2 separate regions of the Sus scrofa genome follow, and region 2 is linked to region 1. A link is a contact called in public HiChIP or PLAC-seq data. All regions are on one chromosome and are shown on one strand. The core of a region is the stretch at or near the end of the contact, and the rest is flanking DNA. Distances in the headings are between cores, read along the strand shown.

The links. HiChIP or PLAC-seq counts read pairs in DNA pulled down with a chosen protein or histone mark.
Region 2: an H3K27ac HiChIP or PLAC-seq map of skeletal muscle shows a contact between it and region 1. The contact joins two enhancer-like sites. A contact is called at or near these places in 4 of 47 Hi-C or Micro-C datasets (embryonic fibroblasts, fetal skeletal muscle and skeletal muscle) and 1 of 2 datasets of contacts at active chromatin or transcription factors (skeletal muscle).

Annotation. Positions count from the first base shown.
Region 1 is chr13:52,454,222-52,460,558 of Sscrofa11.1, forward strand. The region is part of intron 7 of FOXP1 (forkhead box protein P1); the gene reads right to left. Among named protein-coding and RNA genes, the nearest start is that of FOXP1, 520 kb to the right of the region's middle. Within about 2 kb of position 2,975, at least 67 of the 83 cell types and tissues checked have an H3K27ac peak or open chromatin away from gene starts, as enhancers often do. A contact at or near this core is called in fetal skeletal muscle and skeletal muscle, where this site is marked.
Region 2 is chr13:52,584,570-52,590,906 of Sscrofa11.1, forward strand. FOXP1 (forkhead box protein P1) reads right to left here. Exons shown (of 21, transcript XM_021070841.1): 6 at 5,395-5,582. The coding sequence starts at 5,571. Among named protein-coding and RNA genes, the nearest start is that of FOXP1, 390 kb to the right of the region's middle. Within about 2 kb of position 2,557, at least 4 of the 83 cell types and tissues checked have an H3K27ac peak or open chromatin away from gene starts, as enhancers often do. A contact at or near this core is called in fetal skeletal muscle and skeletal muscle, where this site is marked.

The DNA of each region.
Region 1 (6,337 bases), core at 1,725-4,224:
AACTAGTCAGTGTCATGAGAGAGTTTATCTTGCAAGTGACAGCTCCTGACAACATGCAAATGCAAGGCAGTGATGGTGAGGGTTTTGTTTTTAAGGTACATTTGATTGCAAACAAACAAACAAAAATTTCAAACCAACCACTCCTATGATAAGCTTTCTGATGATTTATGGTTTACCAACCGAGCAAGGTTACGCAACACTGCATGCCTTTAGATGCATTACTTCAGCTAGTTGAGATTTAATTAAGATCACAGCCTCTAAAATCCTTGTCAAATGAAAATTCAGAGAAGACAATACAGTATATATCCTCATGCAGAATGTTTCCATTCCATCCTCTGGAAAAATATGAGTTAATCCACGTTTCTATGGCTGCAGACAAAAGTTCTCTAATTTTGTTTTCTTTTGACACTTACGTTGTTTTCTATTGTATGTCATGAGATCATTCCCTTCCAGGGAGGGAAGGAAAAAAAAAATCGAGAGTGAAACACATTGCAGAAAATGCACTTGACATTATTATCCCACATTATCATAGCTTAGCTATGATGGCATCACATTTTCATATCATCAACCCATGCTTCGGAGAGTTTCATTTAATGAAATATGTTTATTTAAAAACACAGCACAAATGGGAGCCTGTCTTCCTTGAATTACTTAGATTAAAAAAATTGACATATTTTGCTCATTTCCTTAACTGACGAACTTTTTATCAAATGAGCTGCACATATGGGTAGAAAGTTCCTGTGGCAAATGAGAGACCGTAAAGCCCATTACTTTCATGCTATAAGTCATCCTTAGGGTAAAAAAAAAAAAAAAAAGAAAAAAAGAAAATTATTGCTCTCAGATTTTTTCTTATATATTATTATGGACCTACAGGTTTTTTTTTTTCTTTTAAGACAAAATTTATGATCATATGGCCCTTTACCTAGTCCAGGGTGTTTTTATTTATATCATCTTAATATTTGGTTGCTTATCTCATGCCTCAGAAATGACAGGTGCTCGCAGTCCCGCTCTTGACAGGCCACTACACAAATAACCGTCTTGCCTGAAAGGGCTAATGCAGTACTAATGAACAATAAATCAACTTTGATTATCAAGTGTCAGCCCAATCCGTTTTCAGTTCAGCTCTATCACATCCTAGAGTAAGTCAGCCAGTGTCTCTGGGTAGGCAGTCTGTATTTTGGTTTCATTTTTACACACTTTTCACTGAAATGTGTCAGGCAGCTATAAAGAATCATGTAAAATAGAACTAGACCTTTTTCAGTGTAAGCGAAGGGTATCAATTAAGACTACGTGCTTCTGCCTTCATGTGGGTTACTTAGTGATGAGTCTTAACATTCAAGGAAGCTTTGTGTTCTTTTAAACAACAAAAACAGCAACAGACCCTAAACTAGAATCTTAATGTGATCATGTTTGAGGGTTTTGACAATGACATGCTAGCTTGAACACTACCACATAAACCACCTTTGACTGCACATTCCTCTTGGAAAATCTAGTACAAATGAACAAAAAGCAAAAAAGAAAAAAGAAAAGAAAAAAGGCCACTTCTTAAAAAAAAAGAAAGGGACACTTGATTTAAAGTTAAAAAAAAATGGCTTCTTTAACACTGACTTCCTAATAAAATAAATGTAACTTATTTTTTTTTTCTTAAGCAGATTAGTCATTGATAGTATGATTCACATTTCCTGTTATCAGGCTTAATTTTTCCCCCAAATGTGTCACTTTCAAAATGTTGGAATCTATGGAAATTAGGTGATTTGCATTTTTAAATTGGCTTGATTAGAACATTTGGTCTGTGTGGACAAGAATATAAAATTATTAGATATTTCACTCCTAACCGGCAGGCCTTGAAGGAGTTAATCCCAAAGAGGAAGAGTCTATATGTACTTTGCTCTAAAACTTTACCACCCACTTCCTAAAGATCCCCTCCTTCCCATCACGACACTTGAGGGGGGTGGTGGGGGGAGAAAGTCTGTTTCCACGACCGACCCTCTTTCAGGCAGATCTGACAGTTGAGTTAGCTACATTCAGAGCCGGTTCGGATGGGAGTACCCCGTAGCAATTCCTCAGTCGGCTTCGCGTCCTACCCAAACCCCACTCACTACTTAATTAACCAGCAAAGTACTGCAACAGAGGCTAAGGCTCCTCAACCTGCCTAAGTGTCCTTCCGCCGGTCTGGCCGTCTTGGTACGGGGCTCTATTCGTCTCCCTCCACCCTTAACTGTGTATGAACTCCTTGAATTTGAACAGCTAAGCTGAAAATAGCCTAGACAGATATAGAAACAAACTATCAGAAGCAAAGAAACATCCACCCGGGTTACGCTGAGACGGAAGGCTCCTTGTATATTTCACACGCTCTGAAAAGTGACATAAATCACACCCCAGATACGTCCCCCGAATGGAGTGATGGCGAGGGCTTTACCAAAGTGGCTGCCTGAAGGCCAGACCGGCAGAAAAAGAATCGCGAACGAGAAAAAGAGAACGAGCGAGAGCGCGAGAGCAAAACACAAGCAGGACTTCCTCCAACTCTCAACTACACCCCACCCATGAACATTTAAAAAAAGGGAGAGCGAGAGAGAAAGGGGGGTAAAATCTCTCTCTTCCAGGACCCACAGGCCTGGAGCTGCTTCTTCCCACCCCTCCACCCCCTCCCCCGCCTCCACTTCCAGAGCACAACTCCCACCCAAGTTGGTAAACAGCGATTGTTATTATTATTTTTTCCGAAAGACTCAACTTAGAAACCCTCGGGCGCTCCTGCCTTCCCCAGCGAGGCCCCAGGAAGCTGGCACCGCGGAGCCCGGGGAAGGAGAGCAGAACGGCAAAGATCAATCATGGGGACCAACCTGACACTCTCCATGTAGCCGCCAGGCGCGGGGAGCCGGCTCGGGGCGCCCGCGCGGGCCGGGCGTGGGGTCCGGCGGCCTCGGCGTGCAGGCGGACTGCACGCGCGCAGGGGCGCTCCGGCTCGCGGGCTGACAAGACGCACCGCGCCGCGCCCACCCGCCCCGCCCTGCTCCACCAATCACAACCCGCCTCTAAACACCCCGCGCCGCGCCGCGCCGCGCCCCACACAATGGGCTCCGCGGCCCGCGCCCCGCGCCCGCGCCCCCGGCCCCCTCCGCGCGGCAGGTGAAATCGCGCTCGGCGGAGACCCTGCTTTTGTTTCGGGAGCAACTCTGCTTAATTGCTGTTAACCCTTTGACCCGCCTCTGGCTGACGTCTGGGAAGCCGGGCGCGGCGCGCATCTCTCCCTCCAGCCGGGGCTGCCGGGTCGGGGCTTTTTGGTGGGGTGGCGTGTTTGTTTCCTCTTGGAAACTGACAAAGAGTTGTCCCAGCCTTTCAGAACAACCCGAGCGGCAAAGCAGGGGAACCGGCGCGCCCGGCGCACGCCCTGACTGCTTGGAGCAACTGTTTAGAATCGGAAGGGGATGCGGGGCTCAAAGACAGCACAGGAGAACTTCCTCGAAAACGGCCTTTGCGGGAGAACTTTCGCTTCACGTCCCTGGTTTAACCAAGCCTCAGCCTCTTTGATTCCCCCCGCCCCCTTTCTTTCCAAGAGTCGGCTTCGCCAGAGTGTGCTTGTGCGCGCGGAGGGAAACTAACCCGACACAGGGGTTGAAATAAATAACCACCAACGTGCCTCGTCGCTGAACCAAGCTACTTCCCCTCTAGAACGACAGCTGCTGAAGAAAGCATCTGCCACTCGTTCGCTAAGAAATAATTCTCTAAATTCCTTTCTTATTTATACAACAACAGCAACAACACAGGCTACTCTCACTGAGCACTTTAAGATGACCTCTATCAGAAATAGTTACTGCTCTTTAATGCTATTTAAAACAGAGTACAGTGTGGAAAAAAAAAGTCACCAATATGCTAAACTTTGTTGGCTCAACTGGCATGATTTAAGTGCCAGGTTAATTTCATCATTTTCGGCAGTTCTAGAAATCACCTCTCTAATCTACCATCAATTTACAGAAAAACTTTTTTGGCCCATCCTTAAAAACAACAACAAAACTCTAACATTTTTACATTTTTCCTCAAAATATATGAGGAAAAGGAGTAGTGGTGACATCAGTGATTACCTAGTTTCCCTCAATTAAAAAAAAAAAAAAAAGCAACAGATTCTAACCCGGTCATTTCAGGAGTTTTACTGGAAAGTATTTTTCCATTTGAGCTGTTAATGCAGGTTACTACAAACCAGAAAGCATATTGATAATATTTCCAATCAAGCAAAGGCCTGAATTTCAATCAGGTCAGCAGCGGAACAGGCAATTTCCACCCCCCACCCCCCCCAGTAATCTGGCAGCAAAGGAGACAAAAGCGCCAGTTGACTGTCAACTTATGATCAGATGGTAAATGGGCACAGCACAGATCGCGCTCCACCCTAAAGTGTTTTTATGTCAGATAACAAATTTATTAATGGGATTTTTCAGGTCACAAAAATGTGACCCCACCCTCTCATGAATATTTAGTAGAGAACCACTGGGCGTTCTTTTTTGGGGGGAGGGAGAGGGGCCTTAAATCTGCCAGTGCACCATGAATCAGTAGAGTTCTGACTCTTAAAGAGACAAGGGCCTCCTTCGGGTAGGGGCTGGCAGGGCCCCAAAGACAGGAAATAAAAATATAGGAAGTTCTCTCCAACCAAGGCACAGTGAGAAAGTAGAAATGTTCATTTCAAAATCCACATGCGATTTTTTTTCAAAGGTATTAAAATTCGTTAGAGATTTAATGTCTGTGAACGACATCAGGGTGCCCTGTGAATAAGCAATTCGTTCTTTTGAAAAGACAAGTTCTTCAAGAGGCATCCATAAAACTGGAGCATGCTTTTACAAGTTGGCCTATGTCCTGTGCAGGTCAGCATTTATAAGCTAATAGTCTCCAGGAACATCAAAACAAACAATACACAAACAAACAAACAACAAACATTACAGACGCCTGTGACCCAGCTGTGGAGACGAACCTTACACAAAATAATTAGGGAGTGATGCAATGCGATGGTTACACAAGTACTAAATTGCATGGTGGTGGCATTAAGCCCCACGAGACCAGAGGGAAGGGGCAGATCCATGGAGCAGGAGGTCTGGGAAGGCCCCTTGGGGAGGTGGTGTTTAGAGGACTGATGATGTGGATAAGGGGGGAGGTGACAGTTTGGAGAGGGAAGTGGCTCAGCAAACGCAGAGGCCACCTGGAGCCCTTCCCGCCCTCTCTCCAAACATGACATGGTGACTCAGAGACCACTTCTAGGCAAGGAAACGTACCATCAGAGATAAACCTGGATAAGCTTTATATGTCCAGGCCATTTTGATGATTTCTGGGCTCTCAAGATCGCTTTGCATGTGGTCCTGTCTACCTGCCTTATGTCTGGGATCCAGTGAGAACTGGAACTTTTCAGGTCTGGAATACAATGTGAAATGTTAAAAGTTGTAGGGACTTAGAAGATTTAATTAATGCCATCTATTCTGTGAGTGCCAGGTCATTTTGGAAAGGTTGGGTCAGAAAGACAAAAAAAAAAATAAAAAATTTAAAAAACAGCAGCATTTGGACACAGGGTTGGGGGGAGCTTTAGAAGAATCTGGAGTGGGGCACAGGCTTTAGAATGGGTTACTCAGCCACAGGGTCCCTTTTAGTTGTCACAACTTGAACAGAAATTGCAACCCCCATTTTCCAGAGAAGGAAACTGAAGTTCAGAAAGGCAGTGTGATTTTTTTGTTTTTCTCTCTAAGAATCACACACACCCAGTACCACAGGCCACAAGGGGAAACAAGACACTGAATAGTTACAGAAAAAGAGAGGCCACGATAATGTAAAATGAATACCCAAGGTGGAAAAAGGGCTAATGTTTAAGGAAGGGTGAAGGAAATGCTAAATACCATACTTAAGAATATTTCTGATGCCCACATCCTAACACCCACAACAGATACAACCCTTGTTCAAACACCACATATTAAGAAACCTGTCAGTTGCTAAATGAGTCCATTGTGCAGCTGGCTATGTACTTAAGAACAGATTACTATGATCCCACACCAAACTCTAACCACCAAATAACACACCTGGGACTAAAATCATGTATTATATGTGGTTCGGCTGAGCCTTGAACGCAAAAGAAAGTGCAAGGTTTTAGTGCCCATTCAGAGCTGAGAATGTAGATAAGGTGAATTAAACTAAGAGTCAGAAGGAGCATCTTGTCAGGACACTATTCCCACACGCTGATGGATGGTATGGCAGCCGAAGGAGACGTCTGCCATGGTGCTGGGTTCCCACTGAGGCCCTGCTTTTCCAGAAGCTGCTTGGCAATAACCAGGGAAAGGACGTGTAAATGGACACTGGTTCACATATTTCT
Region 2 (6,337 bases), core at 1,307-3,806, 130 kb after region 1:
GGGCTCACCTGGCCACTGGTAACCTTGTCTTTACACCTAGCGCCATATCTAATTACCTGGGCTTCCTTCTGTGGATGGAGAAACAAGGCAAAGGATGGCCACTGGAATTTCACACAGTCCCCCTCAGGAGGATGGGTAAGAATGAGAAACAAAGGGAGGGCTCCTTTCAAATGAGCTTACTGCCCATTCACCCATCTAACACTGACAGCTATTTCTTCCAGGCATTGTTTCCCACAGAGGCAGTTAAAATTTGAAATGGTGGTAGACTATCCTTCCTGCTCTGTTCAAGATCCACTGGTAACTTCAGTAACAAAAACCAAAGGAAGGGATTCATTCTGCCATTTTGACAATGAAGAGAGGAATTCCTGAGTTTCTCTGGTCCCACGTCATTCATATATATATACATATATACATATATATATGTGTATATATATATATATTTTTTTTGGGGGGGGGAGTCATCTTTTTAGGGCTGTACCCTCAGCATATGGAACTTCCCAGGCTAGGGGTCCTATCAGAACTGCAGCTGCCAGACTAAACCACAGCCACAGCAACGCCAGATCCAAGCCATGTCTGCAACCTACACCACAGCTCATGGCAACACCGGATCCTTAACCCACAGAGCAAGGCCAGGGATCAAACCCGTGTCCTCATGGACATTAGTTGGGTTCATCACTGCTGAGCCATGATGGGAACTTCCTGTATCATAATTAATCTTTTACCTCCTTCAATGGCTCATTGGTAAAATTCAACCCAATGGACCCTTCTCCTTTCCTCTCCTGATTTTGCAGAAGCTCCCTATCCTTTCTATTTCTCTTACCACCTTAAGAGTTACAGAATATTTTCTCTTCCTTTTACATTATTAATGTGAAACATGTACCACTATCTTTTGGGCAAAAATGTCTAACACCTTACACCAAATGTCAAAGAGGCTATATAAAATAAACACACCACTTATCCATTCTCTTCAAATAATATATCTTTGAATTCCATATGTAGTTTTATCTTTTTAAAGTGTCTTTCTCTACAGACTACTTCTAATCTGCCCTACTCATAGAAAACGATAGCCACACCTCAAAACTCTAGCAACCAAAGCTCTCCCTACACTGATTTGCAGACAATAAAAGTGCCAGGTGGTACCAAAAAAATAAAAAAAGAAAGAAAGAAAAGAAAAAAAGTCCATCATTAAATGGAATGTTGTTAAAAAATAGCTGTTTTATTTAACAGCTATTCATTTTTATTGAATAAACATTTTCTAGTATGCATTCTGTTAATTGACCTGACAGCATATGCTGTATATGGAGAAACTTCTAAACATTATGCTCTATGTAATATGCTTATCTGAAAAAGCTCTCATTTGCAGCAATATGGAAATAAAATTCTGCTTTCTAAAATTCAAGACTTTTAAAATGCATTAATCCACACACTTTAAAAAATTGCTCTGGACATTTTAAAATCCTTTCTTTAAGGGGAAAAAAAACCACTTTAGTAATTGGTAATAGTATTTGTTGCTGAGTTTCATAATGGAGGAGTCCATATCCAGCACAGAACTTTTACAGACCTAGAAATGGGGTGGGCATAATAGGAAATAAAAAGCAGTTATGGTATTGGGTAGAGAATTATTCAATGGCTCAAGGAGCATGTTGGGAAACTCTATCAAATTATAGTATTAGAAAACTATTGTTATAATCGTTTCATGGCTCAGATGCAAGTAGAGTTGAAACATTACAGAGATAATATATTTAGTTTTGAGAGAGGAAGACGGCTTGTGAGTGTGTGGCTGGGCTCCTCCAGCTAATGGTAGCACCTCTCCTAGGCTGATGGCTTCTGAGTGATGATGGCAACTTGCAGACCAAAATCACCAACTCTGCGGCCTAGAGGGCACAAGTGAGCCAACGTAGTGGATGGGAACTGGGGCTGGAGAGCTTCAGACTCCCTGACACAGCAGCAGTTCATCTCCCCAGATTGTTACCCGGGTAGGAGTATCCGGCCCTGGTTACCAGATCTGCTGATTTTTCAAGAGAATATGGAAAAGCCAGATTTTGCCCTTTTTTTTTTTCCGAGGTTATCAACCACGTCATTTAAAAAAACAACAATTCTGTTTGGACCCAATTTGGCCAATCTATAGACCAAACCCAGCACAGAAGTCACTCACTCCACCACGCATCTTCACAAAAGCTCTTCATCCTAAAAAGGCCCTTGGTCTCATTTGTAGTTATCTTCAGTAATATGAATCAAACATGAAAAGGTTTGCATTTATTTACCTTAAATCCTGGCACTAGGTAAAAATTCTCTATCGTCCATGATTGTACTGGTGCAACTGGAAAATCCTAGAATGTTCAGTTTCATACACAGCATAATTAACTCATTTTTATACCAAGCCCTTTTAAGCCAGATCTTTTTGTTCCATGGACTTCTAACATATTTTACAGTTCTAATTCTCTTCCACTGTCCTACATTAATCAAAGCTGTAACCCCTGTTGTCTTTGTACTACAGAATCAGAATGTGCCCCTGGCGAGGAATGGGGGAAAAGTCAACAGGAATTAAATTTCAGTGCAACTGTTTACTCAACTGTGGCCTGCAGTTATTGAAATTTTATCCGTGGTTTTGTGTGACTACCGCAGTAATGAATTCAGCATGGCTGTGATTTTCTCACTGCTGGTATTCTCACTTCAAGTAAAAACCTGTAGAATACAAATGACGAAAACAACCCACGTCCATCACGGTGACACTCAGATTTCTCCAAACTGTTTAATTGTTGCAGTTTTCAGTCTGGAAGAAAACTGATCACACGAGTCCTGTAAAACTTTTTTGATACTTAAAAAGTTTTTTTTCTTATTTCATCTACAGATTTTCTCCCCCCGCCCCAACAACCTGTTAAGAGCCTCCATCGTACACTTAGGGAAGTCACACAGCTGTCAGTATTTTATTTTAAAAGACCGAAAAGGCTGGCCAACCACAGTATGTGGGGTTTTAGCCACAATGATAGAGCCAACTGCTTTCTTCCTTCCCAGAACATATGAGTGGCAAATAGGTATATAATTGTTATAAAAAAATATTAATAGCACTTTGAAGCACAATCAAAAGGTATAGACTTTTATATTAATAACTCATAACAAGATATTTTCCATAGTGGGTATAGCCAAGATAAAGTTACTGATGGTTTTCAAGGAAGATGCTGTTAAAAGGCTCTCAACCTTCTTCTGGGAGGTCAGCTTGTGGTTTCTGTTAGTGGGCTAGGGGTGTGTGTATGTGTCTCTGTGTGTATGTCTCTCTGTATGCGTATCTGTGTGTATGTTGAGAGTATATAAAGTTTTTGGCAGACTTACAACTTTGAGACAGCAAATGGTTTTTATTTCTTCAAATAAAACTCAGAAGTTCATTTCCTATTTATCTGATTAACATACTCTAAATACTAATTACTCAGGGTGCATACCCCATTAGTCAACAGCCTCCCCTCAGCTGCTCCATAAAGAAACAGTTGATCTTGGCCTCTCTATGGTAAGGGCATAGAAAATGGCAAATCCAATTACCAACTACTTATTCCCAAAATAACCATAACTATCTGAGAATATCACATGAACAAACACACACACACATATAAATATATATACATACACATACACATACATATACCTTTCTACCACTTACTGACAGGCTTTGTCAACACTCTCACTGGGTAGAATTTGGCCATTTGTACTAATGCAAATACCCCAAGTTTATACACAACAGAGATCATAAATCTCAGCCGATATGATGTGTACCAGGGAGCAGGCGCAGTCAAGTTTGAGCTGCCACTGAGAGAGAGATTAAATCGCTCCTCCGAATTAAGATCTTAGCTTGTCTGTTCGTTTCCTTCTCTTTCTCTCTGTTGTATCTTTCCCGGACAGATTCCACTGCCTTGTGCTGGTTCCACCAACCTCTGATCAGCTAACAATGTGATGATTCCTTATTTGTAAAAATTCTCAGCAAGGAGAAAACCAAGCATGCTTTAGACCCTGGTAAAAGCCATATGCCTAAGACACGAAAGGATGGCCTTTGCTTCTCTGATACAGAGTCCAAGAAAATGGTTGGAGAGGTTTGCCTTTTTCTTCCTGTTCTCTCATCCCCCAACAATTTGTTTCATTCAGAAAGGCCTCAAGATGCATCATTCTTTTTTTCACCTTTTTCCAAATGGCACCATTACTTTGTATTGAATCAAGGAATCAAACACTAACATGCAACAAAAGTCAACCAGTATCATAGACAAAAGCAAACAGTATTTCCTCATTCCAAGAACGGCTGAGAAAACAATGCCTATCTTCAAACAAATGTCATTACTTATTGGAATCTGCATCAACACTCTGGCCACACAACACCACCTTCTAGGTCACACCCTTTACCATCTGGAAGTATTTTACCAGTCACTGCCAGGTACCCACTTAAATGCCTAGAAAGGATATAAGAGGAAGGAATATGTCTCAACTTATGTGTATTTTGGGGAGCCACCAATAAGACACATTAATAGGATTTAGCCACATACCAACTGCCATAGGTATATAAGAAACATCTGTAAGTGGCTCATCTCCCCAGATTTCTCCAGGTAGCAGCAAACAATTTCTTACACTGAGGCCTGTGTTACTGATGTCTTGTTACCTACCCAATTCTGCTTGGGTATTTCTATTTATTTATATTCCCCTTATTCGCCTACTTCTATCTTATAGCTTTTATTTCTCTTTCATCCTTGATCCCTTATTTTGTTTCCTTCTTTTTTTTTTTTTTTTTTTTTTTTGTCTTTTCTAGGGCCACACCCGCAGCATATGGAGGTTCCCAGGCTAGGCGTCTATCGGAGCTGTATACCAGAGCCATAGCAACGCCAGATCCGAGCCGCGTCTGCAACCCACACCACAGCTCATGGCAATGCCGGATCCTTAACCCACTGAGCCAGGCCAGGGATCGAACCTGCCACCTCATGGTTCCTAGTTGGATTCTTTAACCACTGAGCCATGACAGGAACTTCTGTTTCCTTCTACTTGATACGCCTTTTTTTTTTTTTTTTTTAATTCAAACACTGGGAACTGTTTCACCAAAGATTCATTTTATTCCAAGTAGTGAAACTTTGGGCTAACACAGGAGGGGCTTGAAGGAAGTGGCCAGGGGTCCACCCAATCTCATTCTGAACAAGCCATTCCCTAAGAGGGGGCTTTGCAAGACTCTGAACTCCCAAGAGCTGGAGGACCAGTCTCTTAAAGCCAATCACCAGGGCCCTGCTGCACTAGTGACTTAAAAAAATGCTGCTTACAGTCAGAACGACAGCCTAGGAAACATCAGACACTTGCAGTGGTTAAGGATAAGATTAAGGGGTGGGCTTCGCAGCCACCACCCTCTACAGCCCGAGTCCAGAGCACTGGTACCTGCTGCTGCTGCTGCACGTGGGCCAGATCGGCCGCCCCAACGTCCACGGCCGGCGTCTCTCCGTTGGACCGCCCTTCCCGAAGACCGCCACACTCTAATAAGTGGTTGCCGCCGCTCGACCCATTCTGGATGGCTGAACCATTACTTTTTGTCTCAGTCCCAGATTCTTGCATCATGACTCAAAAACCTGATAGAAGGATTTTCAGGAGGGAGTGGGGGAGAAAGAAAAAGCAGCTGTTAACACAGTTGTTGTACATAAGGAGAAGGGCCCTGCCTTCAATGTTGCCAAAATCTGTAAACAGTTGTCGTTTTCTTTCACTCAACTTAATCCCTTGTTAGTGGTCCGATCCCCTAGATTTTGAGTATAGAACTGTTGGTCCAAATACAAGTTTTCATAGAATTGCTTGTTTGTGTGTATTTTCTTTTTCCCCTTAGGAAAAAAAAGCAACATTTTTCAGGTGAACCTGGAATTTATGGTCAAATTTCTGAGATTATATGGTTTGCTCGAAAACTCTAAGTCATTTTATACAGCATATCAGTTAGTACGTGCGGACTCTGTGTTGTGTGTTAACACTCCTAGAAAAATACCCTCCAAATTCGGTCTTCAGGAGATGATACCCATTACCAGGAGGCCCCTGAAGTAATTCCTGCTGAAAACCTTTACAGTCAAAACCCCAAAAGCGGTTTTTAAAAATTCACACTCCTTAGAATCATTCAAGTATTGAAACTCTTCAAAATTGTCCACTCCAATGATAAGCCACTTTAAGAAAGGAAAAAAAAAAAAAAAAAAAAGTTACCACTTTTTAGAACCTGAACAAATGATCTTTGTTGTATGGTTAAAGTTGTCCCAAGAAGCCCCATTTCAAGTTTAGGTGTTTCTCCTGCTGGCTTATTAGCCTCTAGTTTGGTTTAATGCCTGAAAGGTCTAGGTCTTTTTATGTT